Regions from separate parts of the Mus musculus genome. Here region 1 is linked to region 2. The links are chromatin contacts, called in public Hi-C maps. All regions are on one chromosome and are shown on one strand. The core of a region is the stretch at or near the end of the contact, and the rest is flanking DNA. Distances in the headings are between cores, read along the strand shown. Region 1 holds the start of Cep63 (centrosomal protein 63). Region 2 holds the start of Mrps22 (mitochondrial ribosomal protein S22).

Region 1 (2,700 bases), core at 136-2,635, 4.0 Mb before region 2:
GTACGCAGAAATCTCCCCCACCACCACAACTTTCGTGTACGCGTATACACACACACACACACTGAAGCTCCCTCTGCCACGTTAAAACCAGGTGATAACTTAGCAGTTTTCCTCAGACATAACCAGACCCTAGCTAGTGGATAACGCAAAGCCAGCTGAAGGGCCACTTCTAATCACCCCTCAGGGTTTGACAAGCCTTTTGTTTTTGTAGCTGAGCCTTGGGCTGCATTTCACACCTTCTGGTGCTGACTTTCCCAGTCCCTATGGATTGCACCTTTTTCTAAAGTGCTCTGACTTTCTCTCCAGCTTTTCAGCAGGCTCTGTCCTTGAATGCTTTGCTGCTTGCCTCAAATGATCTATGAAACAAGTCAGGTCAGCTTTGTGACTGACTGGCAGGGTACTACTGTCTCCAGCGGTAATGTAAGGATACCCAGTCTTTCCACAAGTTCGCCTCAATACTTTGTAACATGACTCTCTTCTACATGCTTAGAAACTAGCACGCTTTTCACCCACCCCCGTCCCTCATCACTTATGCTTGGCCGTCCTTCCAAACACATCTATTTTCCTGGGTCAGGTGCTCGGGTGCTCACCCTTTACGTAAACAGAAAGTTCCCCCGCTCCGGATACCAGATAATATCAAACTCTCAGCTCTCAGATTGTTTCCTTTAGACCCCAGGCTGAGTGCAGTCCCAAGGGTCCATTCCTTCACCAGTCCCCTAGATCTCTGGGCACAATACGTGACAACAGGAGGAAAGCTTGTCACATTGCCCGGATATCTCTTTCTAGACATTAGATGCGTACGTCCTATGAGACATACACACCTTTCATGCACACAGCTTTGTAAATGTATTTCTAAGCTACGAGCACGGCGCCTACACTAAAATGGCCCTCGGAGGCCACCATCCTGGGACACTACAGTCACCCGCTGCAGCGACTTCCGGTTCGAGGGGTGGGAGGATACTACATGCGGAAGTGCAAGGGGGGAGGTCGAGCGTCGCCATGGGGGCTCCGTTCCACTCCGCACAGCGTGCAGTAAAGAAGTGGCTCTGAAGCTCGGTTGAAAGTACCGGCCCGCGCCTCTGGAAGCGGTAGACGCCGGAGTTCGAGGGCGAACGCTTGGCCACCCTCGGAAACCCGGGCCGCGGGCGCGAAAAACCCTTACCCACTGCGCGCGCGTCGGCTTCCTCCCGGCCCCGCCCTTCTTCTGGGTCACGTGACTCGCGGCGCTCTCAAGCCCCGGATGTGGGTGAGTCCAAGCGCTGCGGCAGGGGGCGGGACGGACAGCGATTTGTTGTGACTTGCGCGCATCCCCGGCCGGAGGAACGGCGGGCAGGCCCGGGGGCGCGCTCCGCCGGAGGCGCGCTCTGCCGGGGGCGCGCTCTGTAACCGACCGCATGCCCCAAAGACGGGCGAGCTGCGGCTAACTGTGGTGCGGTCTCGGCCCTGGCCACGGTGGTGCCGCTAGGCTCCAGGCCTCATGGCCCGCGGCCGCAGCTCGTTGCGGCCCACCTGCCGCGGGGCTTTCCAATGCCGGGTTGCGGCTGCCCGGTCGTCGCGCCCCTGGGTTCCTCCTCCTCCCTATGGGACTCTGGGCTGGCCGGCCAGGTGCTTCGGCCTGCGGGAGGGCGGGCTGCGGGCTGTGGGCTGCATGGCTCCCGGGAAGGGACCCGGCTGCTGCTGCTGCCGCCGGTGTAGGACCAGGCCTTAGCGTTAGCCGCCCAGCGGGAAGCCCGCAGGGTTCCTTGGTGATGTTAGTATGAGAGGTGCGGAAATGTGGCGGGAACCCCTGATGGCAGGGGAATTGCAGATGGCTTCACGCTTTCAAGTCAAGCATAGGAAACAAGATTGGTGGAGTGAAAGTTTGGAAAGGGGAATTCCACAACAGCGCTTTCACGCGGAGACACTTGACAGTGAATGGGCTTTTGTCCTTTACAAAATCGTGGAGTTAGTGCATTCTGATGTCAGACCTAGTTTTCATTTACAGACTGTAGACTTGTTGCCAAAAGTGCTCCCCATTCTCCCCAACTAGCGCTGGCTCTCCTTTGTAGCTATGATCTGGAACTTGCAGTGTAGACCAGGCTGGCCTCAAACTCAGAGATGGGCCTACCTATGTCTCCTAATTAAGGATCCGCGCCACCTCGCCTGGCTTTCTTGAGGCCAATTTAGAGTTTCAAAAATGTATTACTTTATTATAGCTCTTTGTACAACTCGAATATTTGTATTTTATATTTTGTATGTAAGTCAGAGATCAATGGCTATAGTTATCTTTAGCTTTTTACACTTTTTTTTTTTGTTTTGTTTTTCGAGACAGGGTTTCTCTGTGTAGCCCTGGCTGTTCTGGAACTCACTCTGTAGACCAGGCTGTCCTCGAACTCAGAAATCCGCCTGCCTCTGCCTCCCGAGTGCTGGGATTAAAGGCGTGCGCCACCACGCCCGGCTTTTACACTTATTCTTAAAGGCTGCAGCTTAACGATATGATGAAACGAATTATCTTATTTGGAATGCAGCGCCATTTTTAGGTTAATTTTTGTCCCGTGCTCTCTGTCTTTTACTGTGTCGTCCTCAGTGGTCAGTATAGTAAAGGAGGCTGCGAAACTAAAGAGGGTTAGAGACTTAAACCACAGACACATGTCCCTTTAAAATGTGTATATGCTGAAGTTTCAGAAACAATGGAGATATTGTTAATCATGCTGCTGCTGC
Region 2 (2,700 bases), core at 6-2,505:
ACCAATCCATCCATCCTTCCATCCATCCATCCACCCATCCATTCTTTCATTCAACAAGTATTTGTTCTGCACATAAACAGTACTAGGTAAAATTATAATAATGTATAGGCATAGCCTTCATGTGGTGAGAAAAATAAGCAGATAATAAGGAGAATGACCAGAAATTATAGAAGGGCCGATGAAGGGAAGGTATAAGGTGATTGGTGGTTATGGATTCAGAATGAAGAACAAACATTTGGGGTGCGTTTGAAAAGTTTGAAAGAACTGCAAACAGTTGGATTTAAACCCGCAAGTGGGGGAAGAGGTCTAGGAGGGCAATACACATTCATTATTCAGAACCATAAAACCAAAAAGAAAAGAGAAAAGGAGCACAGAGGAAAAAAATACAAAAACAAAACAAAAAACCTGTACACACATCGAGAGACTCAAACACGTACTTGTGAATAAGCAGTTGGTGGGATGTTGCACGTGCCCATGTGTTGTTAGGACCCGAACCTAGGGCAAGTACTCTAGTGCTGAGCTAAATTCCAAGCCCTTATTTTGTTTCTTTTGGTTTTTTTTTTGTTTTTTTTTTTTTCGAGACAGGGTTTCTCTGTGTAGCCCTGGCTGTCCTGGAACTCACTCTGTAGACCAGGCTGGCCTCAAACTCAGAAATCCGCCTGCCTCTGCCTCCCAAGTGCTGGGATTAAAGGTGTGCGCCACCACGCCCGACTATTTTGTTTCTTAATGTATGTACTCTTAACATGTATGTATTATGTGTGTATGCATGTGTGTGTATGTGGTATATGTCTTGTATACAAATGATAAAGCTAATACTATAAACAAACAAACAAAAGTAAATGGGCTGGTGAGATTCCTGCTCAGGTTGTAAAGATACCTGCTACCAAGTTTCACCTGAGTTCCATCTCTGGGTCGAAAGAGAGCGGCGACTCTCCCAGGCTATCCTCTGACCTCCACATACAAGTTCATGCGCATGCACACACAAACAAAATTACTTTAAAAAAATTCTTTAAAAAGTTCATTCCCACATCTGTAATCAGAGGTCAGAAAGCGGATTGCAGCGGGTTTGAGGTCAAGACTGCAGAGACTGTCTCTAAGAGGGAAGCGGGGCGGGGCATATAGCTCATTCCATACAGTGCTTGCCTTGCTTGCACAAAGATTTTAGTAGTTTTAAAACGCTTCCGCGGCGCCTTGCCTCCACCCAGACTACATTTCCCAGAATGCTGCACAAAAACCTCTCGAGCCGGAAGTTGCTCTATCGATTCCGGCGCAAAGAGCGTCTGGTAATCATGGCTGCAGTCAGAACACCGTTGTCGCTGTGGAGGTTCCAATTGGGCTCTCGGCGAGCACGGCGGGTCTGTACTCGGGCCACAGCCCAGCGCCACCCCGATGCTCTGCTCGCGACGCGGCCCCAGCCATTCGAGGTGGGGCAGCCTCGCCGCCTGCTCAGCTCCGAGGCAGGTGAGTGACCGCCAGAACTCTGCTGAGCGCCCGGGAAACTTAGAGCTTGCTCTAACGAGTGAAGGCGGCTTGTCAGACTGCGTGCGGCTTCCGTCCGTCCTTGCAGAACTTATCTAAGTCCTCATTCATTCATTCATTCAGTCACTAGTGCTTGCGTGCCGCCCCTTGCAAAGCATTACACTACATTAGCTTGGGGCATGCTGTAGGGTTGACCTGGACTCTGTTATCCCAGTGGCGATTGGCAGAGTTCTGTGATCCAGGCTACGTCGGGCATGGGGGGAGGGGGGGGCGGAAAGCACTTAGCTGCCTTTCAAACTATGTTGGACGCATAGGGATGAATCCCAGGGAAAATACGGGCAACGCTGCCACCAGGCTAACCATGCTAAGGTTAAAAGAACAAGAGGACACCATAATAAGCAGAGGTATAGAGAAGAAACTGAACGCTGGTATTTTGGGGGAACGTATTTTGGAGTTAGGATTGATAATGTCTAAGTAAGTGTCCAGGTTTTGATGGTAAGCAGTTGAATGGAGACTCGTGGCAAGCTAGAGAACATTAATGGTAGAAACAGTTTATGTGGTTGATTTTTGAGTTTGGATTGATGACTCGGTAAAATGAAAATTAAAAAACGGGAAAGGAGGCGGAATTTTGCTTGTTTTGTGTTGAAGTTGAGATGTCTTTGTTATTCCAGGGTCAGTATACAGTTAGATACAAATTGAGGCGCACTGGAGTAAAAAAACGATCACTAGAGTCGAGCAGGTGCGTGAGCTTGTCTCAAGACAGTGTAGTGCTGAGCATGTATATAGTTACTGGAGCTTGTGGGTGACCATGAGAATAAACACAGGAGTTTGGTCTTCAAAGAAACGTTCTCGTTAGTTTTGTGTCAACTTGACACAAGCCAGAGTTATCTGAATGGAAAGAAATGCCTCCATAAGATCCAGCTGTAGGACATTTTCTTACTTAGTGTTTGAGGTGGGAGGGCCCAGTCCATTGTGGGTAGTGCAATGCCTGGGCTGGTGGTGGTCCTGGATTCTATAAGAAAGCAGGGGGAGCAAACCAGTAAGCAGCACCCCTCCATGGCCTCTGCATCAGCTTCTGCCTCTGGGCAACTTGTGTTTGTGTCCCGACTTCCTTCAACGATAGACGACTACACTGTGGAAGTGTAAGCCAAACCCTTTCCTCCCCAGCTTGCTCATGGCCATGGTGACTCATTGCAGTAATAGAAACCCTAACTGGGACAG

The links. Hi-C and Micro-C count contacts between places; a contact is called where the count stands out from the background.
Region 1: a Hi-C map of CD4 T cells shows a contact between it and region 2, with 5 times the contacts expected there. The contact joins the promoter of Cep63 here to the promoter of Mrps22 in region 2. A contact is called at or near these places in 1 of 39 promoter capture datasets (erythroid cells) and 1 of 484 Hi-C or Micro-C datasets (CD4 T cells).

Annotation. Positions count from the first base shown.
Region 1 is chr9:102,624,809-102,627,508 of GRCm38.p6, reverse strand. Cep63 (centrosomal protein 63) reads left to right here and starts at 1,385. Exons shown (of 17, transcript NM_001081122.1): 1 at 1,385-1,605. The coding sequence starts at 1,528. Anapc13 (anaphase promoting complex subunit 13) reads right to left here and starts at 1,213. Exons shown (of 3, transcript NM_181394.3): 1 at 1,163-1,213.
Region 2 is chr9:98,600,234-98,602,933 of GRCm38.p6, reverse strand. It overlaps Mrps22 (mitochondrial ribosomal protein S22), which reads left to right and starts at 1,255. Exons shown (of 8, transcript NM_025485.3): 1 at 1,255-1,461. The coding sequence starts at 1,290.